Regions from separate parts of the Mus musculus genome. Here regions 2 and 3 are each linked to region 1. Evidence: chromatin contacts called from public capture Hi-C and promoter capture Hi-C data. All regions are on one chromosome and are shown on one strand. The core of a region is the stretch at or near the end of the contact, and the rest is flanking DNA. Distances in the headings are between cores, read along the strand shown.

The links. Promoter capture Hi-C pulls out the DNA fragments that hold promoters and counts their contacts. Capture Hi-C pulls out chosen DNA fragments and counts their contacts.
Region 2: a promoter capture Hi-C map of embryonic stem cells shows a contact between it and region 1, with 3 times the contacts expected there. The contact joins the enhancer-like site here to the promoter of Spx in region 1. A contact is called at or near these places in 4 of 39 promoter capture datasets (cranial neural crest, embryonic stem cells, hippocampal neurons and 1 more) and 1 of 9 other capture datasets (embryonic stem cells).
Region 3: a contact with region 1 is called in a capture Hi-C map of embryonic stem cells, with 2.7 times the contacts expected there. The contact joins the promoter of St8sia1 here to the promoter of Spx in region 1. A contact is called at or near these places in 1 of 39 promoter capture datasets (liver) and 1 of 9 other capture datasets (embryonic stem cells).

What each region holds. Positions count from the first base shown.
Region 1 is chr6:142,411,704-142,415,363 of GRCm38.p6, reverse strand. It overlaps Spx (spexin hormone), which reads right to left and starts at 1,933. Exons shown (of 6, transcript NM_001242345.1): 1 at 1,918-1,933; 2 at 1,451-1,531; 3 at 1,286-1,343; 4 at 533-595. The coding sequence starts at 1,923. It also overlaps a transcript of Golt1b not described here.
Region 2 is chr6:141,494,144-141,497,803 of GRCm38.p6, reverse strand. All of the region lies in intron 15 of Pde3a (phosphodiesterase 3A, cGMP inhibited), which reads right to left. Among named protein-coding and RNA genes, the nearest start is that of Slco1c1, 28 kb to the left of the region's middle. Within about 2 kb of position 2,028, at least 41 of the 459 cell types and tissues checked have an H3K27ac peak or open chromatin away from gene starts, as enhancers often do. A contact at or near this core is called in embryonic stem cells and stem cell-derived epiblast-like cells, where this site is marked.
Region 3 is chr6:142,962,448-142,966,107 of GRCm38.p6, reverse strand. It overlaps St8sia1 (ST8 alpha-N-acetyl-neuraminide alpha-2,8-sialyltransferase 1), which reads left to right and starts at 1,656. Exons shown (of 5, transcript NM_011374.2): 1 at 1,656-2,572. The coding sequence starts at 2,340.

The sequences.
Region 1 (3,660 bases), core at 684-3,183:
GAACCTATTTCTTAATTAATTTGTTTTTTGGAGAATTTCATACATGATGAGTACTGTTTGCATAGTTTCCACCCTCTCTCTGTCCCCCAACTCGTCTTATGCATCCTCTGTAATTTATGATTCCCCCCCCCCCCCGCGTTTCCTACAACTATTTAGGGCTGAGGACTTGAGATTGGATAGCTTATCTAGAGTTTGTCCCGGAAGAAAACTGATCCTCCTCTCAGTCATTCATACCTGGCTCAATCATTCGTTCATAGCTTTTAACTTAATTGCGTTTGGTTAAAAACCTTTGGCGGCTGTTTCTAATCATTTAGGAGAAAGATATACTTGAAATGTCTAAGTGATTATTTAGTAGCAATTGCTATTTAGGAAGAGAAAGATCAAGGCTCTTTCCAGAAATACCCGGAGAGGGGGCTTCTCTCTGCCCTGTGTCTGTGCTACAGACCCTGCCAGTTTGGGGACCCGGGCTCACTAGCCGCCTGCTAGGGGACAGGGCAGGTGGAACCCCGCCATAGGCGCAGCGCTCGCTCACCTGGAGGCGGCCGGTCTGCAAGCTCCTTCCTACGGCTCTGGTCGGAGAGGAAGCGGCGGCCCTCTGCGGGGGGTGGGAAGGGGGAGGGGTGGGACACGAGGAGGACTGAGGCAGACAGCTAGACCCCAGGATCAGGGAGATCGCGGGTTCCCGCCAGGGATGCGACCTCGATTCGGAGAGCAGCCCCAGTGGGATTCGCGCGTGCCTCTCTCTTTCCTTCCACCCCTTCCCTTCCTCTCTCCCTTCCTAACTTCTTTTGCCATTCTATGCTCCTCTACCAGGCACCTTCTTTGTTCAATCATTAGTTCTCTAAATTCAATCAGCCAGCTTTCCTTCATTCCCTCCCCTTCTCCCTCCTCTCCTTCCTTCTTATCCCCCACTTTTCCCTCCCCCCTTTCCTTTATTTCGCCTTTCTTGAACCCTTCTCCAGCTCTTTCTTATTTCCTCCCTCCTCCTTTTTCCTTTTTTCCCTGACAGGATCTTAGTTTGACCTGGAGCCCACTAGGTAGCCCAAGCTAGCATTTCTCCTGCCTCAGCTTCGAGAGTGCCAGGTCACAGTAGTGACCCCAAACACCTCTTTGGGGGAGGGTTTCTGGCCATCAGAGTATTTTTGTCCCACCTGCCCACTCCTATGGTTTCTGGATTGTCTGAAATCCTAATTATTTACTGGAGCCGGCTGTGACCCTGTCTCTTAGGAGTCCCCGGATGTCTCCCATCACCCTCCGTGAGGAGAATAAGGAGTATGGAACTCACGTGCACCCTTCAGATAGAGCATAGCTTGGGGAGTCCAGTTCCTCTTCTCAGAGAGTCGCTGCAGTGCAGGGAGGAGAGAAGAATCGTTATTACAATGCAGCGGGTGGAAAAAGCAAAAACAGAGGCTGCCTAGTCCGAACCCGGGGTTTGTGTTCTCTGCATTACCTGTGGAGCACCGCTGGAGTTTTCCAGCGCAGACAGCACCAGGAGAAGGACCACGGCTGTCACTGCCAGGACGCTGGGCCCCTACAAGACACATCGACCAAACACAGCCTCATCGGACGGAGTGTGGCTGCATTTGTTTTTTTGTTTGTTTTTTGTTTGTTTGTTTTCGTTTTGCTTCCTCTTCAGAGAGGACAGTAGGCCCCTTACTTCACTCAGTATATGATCCCACCTTCTAGTTAATCCATAAAGAGTAACTTTAAAAATTAGAAAGATATGATTTTCATAACTTCACCCAAATAAAGAATTGGTGGATAAGTTCTATTCAGCAAAATCAGGTTGCACTATTTAAAGGCACTATTCTTCAAATGTCCAGTCACTACAATGCTCAGTACATATAACCTAGATAGAAAGGTAGACAGTTTATAGAACAGCTGGAAAGATATCGGGTGCACACATCTGCTGCTTACCTTCATGTTCCGACCCTGTCCAGAGCCCCACAATCTCTCGCCCTACCTTCCAGTCTTCTAAACTTGTTACAACCCCCGGGCTTTAAAAACTCCTAGTGTTGGAGTCTGCACAGAGGAGAGGAGACCACGAGGGTAGCTTGTCAATCTTCAGAACTGAGCGGACCTGATGACTCCTCTGGGGAGGTCTAATTGGCAGAAATAGGACAATGATTGATGAGCGGATATCATTTGTTTGGGAACTGACCACACCAGCCAGGAGACATTCTGACTGTATCAGCACCGTCACCTTTGTTTTTCCTGTTAGCTGCCCAATGCATTTCACCATTATGAATGAAACAAATGTAACTGTGGGCGGAGATGAATCACCCCTGTGAACACCAAAAGGTTAGCGAGCCTCAGAGGAACTTGACACCAGTCATTCATCTACTCAAGTGTCCATCTAGTCAGTGATTTAACAAATATGTGTTGAATGGCTACCTCCTACCTCTTGGTCTCAAGCTAATCTTTTAGTTAGGGGAGGACTCTCTCTACGCTACTGGCACCATGCTTAGGTTAGTAAGTAAAGGCAGCCAAGATGACATGACAGGGCAGTGCTGGGTTATTTTAGAGGGAGATTTGAAAAAGAAGATTCCAGGGAATTTGAAATTAGTATACCAGTTACAAGTTACAGACAGGCAGACAGACAGACACACCACACACACACACACACACACACACACAGAGAGAGAGAGAGAGAGAGCAGAAACAGCAAATAGCTTGGTTTATTTGAAGCAGAGGAAGGCAGTAATACTGTGTGGAGTAGGGGTGGTGGCATCACAAGGAAGGGCACTTGGAACTGGCTAGCACATATTCAAATGGTCTCAAGCAAAAGGCTGAGGTGGAAGGTTGGACCAGGAGTGGGAGGAATGGAGAGATAGAAATGACTGGATGTGGAAAACAGGACTAGCAGGTAAGACAGACATGAGAGTAGGTAGGAGAAAATAAGTCAGCCAAGGATGTTACTTAGAGTTTTGGCTCAAGCGTGGGTAAATGAAACAGTTTAGAGGAACCACAGAGACTTCCTAAGAAACCAAATTATGAACGCACAGAAAGAAAAATGTGTATTCGACAGGCAAGTAGAAACATAAGCCAGGTGACTGGAAATGCCAGACTTAGGAGCCCAGCAAAGAGGCAGTTAGCTTAGTCTTTCCCTTTCTAAACATTGAAGTGACCCACTGTAAGAACTGCAAGAATTCTAAGAATTTAAAAGTGGAGGAAAGATTGGGCATGTGTGAAGCATCCCTAAGAGGAATGGGCAGAGCTATGGAAGCAAACATACAGAAGCTGCACAGTAAAGGTCCAAGAAAAGAGGCGATGAACAGCAGAGTGATCAGAAACAAAGGAGTCATTTCAGGTCAGCGATGTTGAGAGCCCAAGGGACTGGTGACACAGCCTGGCAGGTAAAGGTGCTGGCTGCTGAGCCTAATTAATAACTTGAGTTTTGTACCTGAGCCTCATGTGGTGGAAGGAGAAAACTGACTCCTGTAAATTGTCCTCTAACTTCACACATAGTGTTTTGTGTGTGTGTGTGTGTGTGTGTGTGTGTGCCCATACAAGATGTGAGGCTTAGAAGTATGTTGCTGTCTGAAGTTAAGAGGCAAGACTGGAGTGGGCTAAATTTCAAATAAAATATGAGGAAGTCAAAACAAGCATCGACAGCTGCCGGCAAAAAGTCACGTTTTGAGGGGAGGAAATGATGAATCT
Region 2 (3,660 bases), core at 779-3,278, 920 kb after region 1:
GGTGCTCACACTTCGTACATGCAGGAGACAGAAACTGAGGAAGGATGCTGTTTTTGGGAAGAAGTAGCATGTGTGACAGTCAGCAGTATGGTTAGTGGGAATTTTCAACTTCAAAGAACCTTGAATCACCTGCAAGATTGGCCTTTGGGCATTTCTGCAGCGGTGGGTGGGGTGGGACGCCTCACCCACTATGGGTGGCACTATTCCCTAGGTAGGGGTCTTAGAATGCATATGAGAGGAGACAGTGAGTGGAGCAGTAGCATGCAAGCAGTGACTCATTGTTCTCTAGTTCCTGGCTCTGGATGCAATGTGACCAGCTCTCTATAGATCTTGACACTGTGACTTTCTCACAATGATGAGATGTAACCTGGAATTGTGAGATAAAATAGCGTTTCTCCCTGAGTCATTTTGGTCAGAGTATTTTATAACAGCAATAAAAATGTAACCAAGATACTATTGCTCTTAGCTTGACTGAATTGTAAGCGCAGGGACGCACCCTAACTCCTACCTCCAGATCCTGGTCTCCCTCCTCTCAGAACTTTCACTTTAGAAAGCCTCTGATTGGAAATCAGTTCTCTGATCCTTTGCAATATAGATAATATAGATAAATGTTCTAGCCTGGGGACCATCCCTTTGCAAGGTGATCATAGAGAGAAAAATGGTGATGTGACCATATATCCAATGTTCACATTAGATCTATAATTCTTTACTCCTAAAATGCTGTTAGAAATCTAATGTTAAATGGCCTTAAGGAAAGAAAAGAGCATGAAAAGATGCAAGGAAGGAAGAAGTTGCGGCCCATTCTCCATTACCAGGAAGGGAGGGAAGGAGGGAGGGAAGGAGGGAGGGAAGGAGGGAGGGAGGAGTGCGGCCCTAGCAGGCCAGGAGCTTCTAGGCGATTTTCTGTTCTCAACCACCCATTTCTTAGTTTCTGTGCTGAGATTATAAATGCTAAGCCTCACCACCACCATCTTTTCACATATTGGATTCTGGGATCAGTCTTATGTAGGGAACTTTTATGTGCTAGGCTATCCTAGTCCTAATTTGGTTCTTTTAATTGGTTTATTTGATAAAGGTGGCCTAGCCTGGCTTGCTGCCAGAGCACAGGCAATAACTCTGACAACAAGCTACTTCCTCAAAACAACAACAACAATCACTTAAATACGTCATGGCTAATATTGCTAACTTGACATGACCTAGGATCAGCAGAAAGGGCAAAGCTCTGGGCGTGTCAGTGAGGGAGCTTCCAGGTAGGAAAAATCCCTCCTAACTGTGGATGGTGCCATCCTGTGGGTGGGGGTCCCAGACTGAATAAAAAGGAGGAAGCTGGCAGGTTGGTGTCCTTGAGTTGATTTTTGTTAAGCACTTTTTGAAGGAATGGGGGCAGGGAGAAAAGTAACACAATATCCTACCTCAGTAAAGAAAGTACACGAGCATACTTTACTTTTAAAAGTAAAGGAAAATTATTTTCCTGGCCAAGCTCTCTACGCCAGTTTTGTTGTAACTGTCATGAATGTAAATGACTTGTTTGTATATGTGCGTGTGTATGGAAGCCCACTTGAGTGCGTGTATGGGCAGAGCCTGCAGAAGCAAGAAGAGGGCACTGCATTTCCTGAAACTGGGGTTACAAACAGTGCTTGCATTGTGGGTGCTGGGAACTGAACTTCGAAAGAACCTTAAATGCCATTTTTTTAGCCCCAGAATAGACTTTTTACTCAGAAGTTGGTTTGAATCACAGTAGTAGGAAACCCTCTACTGCTCACGGTGTGAGCACATTTTCAGGGAAGAAGATAACAAAAGCCCCATTTCCCCCCTTTTTCCCTTTCGAGGGGCAGGCCCCAGGAGAGCAGCTGTTCTCTGATGGCTGTTAAACATTAGCAATAAACCTCTCTGGAATTATGCTGAACCAAGTGACGTAGAAGAAAGTTTGTACCAAATAAATTTGCGTAGATTAGAATCTGCAGGTGGTCTGAAACTAGCCAGCGCTGGGAGCCAAATTATTCAGCACTGGAACCTTTTGAAAGGAGAACAAAGCGCCTTTCGTGGTGCAGACTCCAAGCACAGCTTAGTACTTCATTAGAAACCTCTTAGCTCGCCCCAGGAACCTTTCAGATTTAATTATGAGGTGGGATAAAAGCCCCCTCCCTCTGGACATCACACTGCAGCATTTTATTCTGTTTCCAGGGAGACCTCCAAGTTTTGCAAACTGCACAACTCACTCACCAGTGTCTATTTAATATTCCCCACCCCCACCCCCCACCCCCCCACCCCCGCCCCTGAAATCTAAGAACAGGCTAAATCAAAGTAAACATCCCGGCCATTATGAATTCTGTAATGAAAATTACAAAGACTTCAAAAGCAAGGGAGTAAAAAATGAAGAAACCTGGGTGCCTTCGCTGATTCTACCACCATGTCATGTTGCTTATGGTTGGCTGTCAATCTTATTTTCTCCTTTATTAAAATGAGGAAGTGCCTCACTAAATGTTATGACTCTGTTCTGTGGCTAGTGTTTAAGTCTGCTAATATCACTCCACTTTTATCATTTTGGAGGCCACAAAGGTGCTTCAGAGTCAGAATTTTGGGAGCTCAAGAAATGGACCAGTGGGTAAAGTGCTTTCTGCGCCAGTACAAGGACCTCGGCTTGATCTCCAGCATCCATGTGAAAGGATGAGCACACATCTTGTGACATGCCTCTGCAATCACAGATCTGGGGAGGTGGAAGCGGGTGGGTCTCTGGAGCTCACTGGCTACCAAGCCTAGCCAAATAAATGAACTTCAAGTTCGCAAGGAAAACCCTACCTCAAAAACTATAAGTGGACATTAACCCCTGGCCTCCACATGCACCTGTACCTTCATGCACACACATGTTCCTATACATATGCATACATGCATATACACTCAAACATGTACACCAACAGATCATACTTTTAAAGCTACAGTATCTGATTGTTGTGGCAGAGATGTTTTAAATTTCAGGGTATGGGGGCTAGTTAATTACTGAAAGCCATGTGTAACTGAATCCATAGAACTCTCAATGGATGCTCTACTAGACTTGACTAAAACAGAAAGAGCAAGGGAACAACCTATCAGTGTGGAGGTTAACATGCTAGTCCAGTATTTGGACAAAGCATTCTCCACTCAAGCTTAGATGAGCAAGCTAAGCCTGCTAAATAATGGTCTTGGAATAAATCCTTCAATTCCCCATGCCTGGGTATGTACACTACTAATGTCTTTGAGTTTAAATGGCAATCCATGAAGACTCTCATCAGAGGCTCAGTTGACAAACCTCTTTTATTATATTCCAGGGGCAAACTTCTCTTCATAAGCATAGCAGCAGGCTGACTGCTTGAATTGGAAATAAAGCAAAAGAGAAAAACTAAAAGATGAATAAATAACTCTTGAATCTCAAATCTCAGGCTCTAGGTCTGAATCCCAAAATCAATAATTTCCTTTTATAAACATCAGAGAAATAGGTTGGCAACAGAGTATCAGAGAGAAACCAAATTTTCATTTTCCCTGATTCAATTCAAAAGCTAATAGACTGGGGAGTGGCTCAGTGGGTAAGCACTTGCTGTGCCTTGGATCCATCATCCACTTGAAGCTGATTTTGTACCACAGCATCTATATTCTCAGTGTTCCTATCAATAGCAGGAGGTGGAG
Region 3 (3,660 bases), core at 407-2,906, 550 kb before region 1:
AGGAAGAGAAATTGGGATCATTTGTGCTTTGTTTAAGTTATAGGGAGGAAAAGTGATTGATGATGTGTCTACAGCCCTCAAAGATGGCAAATGTCCCCATCTTGCCTTCCTAGAACAGAGGAAGTTTGGGGTGAGAGGGATCTTCATTTTATTTTAACATTTATTATATTTTAAAATTATGTGCCTGTAATGGTGTGGAGGTTTGTATATGTATGTGCAGGTGCCTTCAGAAGACCTCCCCTCCCCCTCCCCAGTCAGATATGTAATTGTGAGCTGCCTGCCCGCAGTGAGTGCTAGGAACTGAATACAGGTCCTCTAAAAGAGCAGCAAGCTTCTAACAGCGGCAAGAGCAGTCTTTTTTTTTTTTTTTTTTTTTTGGTTTTTCGAGACAGGGTTTCTCTGTGTAGCCCTGGCTGTCCTGGAACTCACTTTGTAGACCAGGCTGGCCTCGAACTCAGAGATCCGCCTGCCTCTGCCTCCCAAGTGCTGGGATTAAAGGCGTGCGCCACCACGCCCGGCGGTAAGAGCAGTCTTTATTTGCTTCTATCAGCGGCAAGGGCAGTCTTTATTTTAACTAACGGTATTTGGTTCCACTGGGGAGCATTGAGCAGTCTTCCTAAGAAAAGCATTGCAATGCTGGTAGAGGTTGGTTGGCACCAAAGTCTCAAGTTTCACCTCTCCCTACTGAAGGTGCTAAAAAAGACTGCAGGGCACAAACTAGTCACTGTGGGCCGTCTGGAGTGCTGCTCTTGGCTGAACAAATGGAACTGTGGCCTGAGATTTCAGTCCTGTGACGACTAAGCTAGCTGGTTTTGGAGGCTGCAGACTTTCTTCTTTGTCCTTGCACAGGATGCTTAAGCAAATAGAAGAGACTGCCGCTAGGAGGTACCCGAGCCTTTTCCGACTTCTGCTAGGGCGAGCAGAAATGGCTTACTGTGAGTCTCTCCTCTAGGCGGGTCCAGGCGGGTTGCACGTTTCCAAGGTCGTGGTTGTGATAAGCTTGCCTTTGCAGCCTTTTAAGAATAAACAGCTTTTTAGTCTACAGAGGCGTTATCTCCTCCAAGGTCTGCGGGAGAACACCAGCCACAAGCATATGAGGATGCCCCTCTGTTCTCGGAAGGGTGGAGGCAAGGTGGTGGATCCCAGTGTGCATGCATCTCCCCTTGTGCCCAGTAGCAGCAGTGTGTGTGTGTGTGTGTGTGTGTGTGTGTGTGTGTGTATGTGTGTGTGTGTGTTCGCGCGCGCGGACGTGTATGTGCGTGCCTGAGCGTGTGAGCTCGCGCCCGCGCGTGCACGCAAGTGCGTGCATGGAATCGTAGCTCAGCACGGGCTGATCTGATTAAGGGAGCCGAGGAAGGAATAAATATTCGCCAGCCTCCTCACTGCTCAGTTATAACCAATCAATTGCAGAAAGGAGAGGGAGACAGCAGCCTGGGCACAAGGTGTGCGGGTCCCCAATCTGTGCATACTCCGGGATAGACATATGCGCGTGTGCATGCACGCACCAGAGGGGCTGCTGCTCTTATTGTCTGCCTCCCTCTGCAGAGAACAAGGGCAGCGGCGAGGGGCCTGCACCCTGGGCTAGCGTCGCGGCCCCAAGCAGGTCACGGGAGGCAATTTCGCGGGTGGGGGAGGGCGGGGGAGACCTTGATTTCCACCAATCCCGGGGCGCGTGTCTGCGGAGTCCAGGGCGCAGCAGAAGGCTGCGGCGCACCGCTGAATGAACTGATGAGAGAGAGTTCTAGGTTTGCCCGTGAGGGGCGCGGAGTGAGGGTCCTGGCGGGCGCGGCCGAGGCGCCGGGGGTGGGGTAGCGGTCCCGGGCCATCGTGGAAATTTCCAAGGACTTGGTGTGGCGCGGAGAGCGCATCTGGGGGGTGCCGGGCACCGCGGCGGCGCAGGAGGCGGGGAAAGGGCGGTGCAGGGCGCAGGAGCATCTCTTTCTGGAAGGGACACAACCCATCAGACGTCCGGGAGCCAGCCGCGCCTCTTCCAGGACCCCAGCCGAGGGCGACGGTGATGCTGCAGTAAGGGCGGGAGCCACCGGCCCCACTGCTCTTAGACTCCTTCATCGCCCGCTGCCTGCAGGGAAAGAGACTAAGGCTTGTGATTTGCCCGGAGGCCACTTCCTTTAGCAAGACATCCCAGTAAAAGTTGCATTGGCGAAGATCCTTGTAGCTGACCTCTGGGGCCGTGGCGTGGGGGTTCCCCAGCCGTGCGTTTGCGAGCTGGAAAGCCAAAGGTGTGTGTGCATGGGGGGCCGGCCACTGGAGCATCCTTCACTGCCACTTTGTCCAGCGTTGTGCTGAGGGTACACTGACCCTGGGACATCGAGGCTGCGATGAGCCCCTGCGGGCGGGCCCTACATACGTCCAGAGGGGCCATGGCCATGCTAGCTCGGAAATTCCCGCGTACCCGGCTACCCGTAGGAGCCAGTGCCCTCTGTGTGGTGGTCCTCTGTTGGCTCTACATCTTCCCTGTCTACCGGCTGCCCAACGAGAAGGAGATTGTGCAAGGGGTGCTGGCACAGCGGACGGCTTGGAGGACGAACCAGACGTCAGCCAGTCTCTTCAGGTACCTACTGCTGGCCGTTGCTCCCCTCCAGCATCCCTTCCTGCTAGTGTGCAGAAGACAGGGTCGCTTGTGAGGCTTCTCTGTCCTGTGCCCTCTGTGCCGTGCCCAACCTAGAGACTTAAGTCAGGGTCTCTGTCCCATCCCTCATCCCAAGAGACGTTTCAAGGTACCTTTGCAAAATCAAGGATTTTTTTGGTCTGTCCCTAGTCTGTGTTGTATTTGCAATTGACCCATCTCTGTGGGAAGGGAGACCCAGAACAACTTAGAGACTGTTACTTTCAGAGAATTTATTTTTTAGCCTCCGTAGATGTTTGGTGCTAAAGAGAAGTAAGCTAGAAGTAGGTTAAGAAGCGTTCCGGGGCAGTTTGTAACACAAATCAACCATGCAGGAGTGATGGGCAAACCTCCAGTCACGAAACCATGAAAACTAGCCAGGCCTTCGCCGTGGCTTTGCGCAGTGTGTCCATTGCGAGTCCGGAGCACGGAACCATGACCCACTAAGGATCGGACCTGCACGATTTTTGTGTTGAAATTTCAACACATTTTTGATGACATATTTTCTCTTCTGACCAATTCTTCTGTAGAACAAGTTACTAGCCCAAGGTCATTCATTATCTACGACGAAGTCCAGGTGCCCAGGTGCTGGACTCTTTACCACTCCAAAGCACCAGTCCCCCCTTTTGTCTTAGTCTCAGGAATGTTTGTGGGAGGTGTACGTGAGGGAAGGGCTTGGATTCAGAAAACAAAACCCAAGGCCGCGTTTGAAAGAGGACAGCACAGGGTTCTCCAGCTGGTAGTTTCTCCTCTTGGGGGAGGTGCTAATTTGAGGAACAGAAGACAGGTTTGCAATAGAAGTTGGGTAGCTAGACTGCAGCGCAGACAACAAGCTCTTTGCATGTTACCTGCATGTTGGGGGAACTGGCCGGCTCGGACCAGGACCGCACCGGGACCCCGGGGCAGAGCCTTCTCATCTTCAGCTCTGGCGCCAATTTATTGCCTTGCTGGTCTTTTCTGGTAGTGGTCTGTGGGAGGAGCTGAGAGGCAGGCAAGAGCCAATAGAAACCTGTCCCACTGCTATTAAGGTCTAA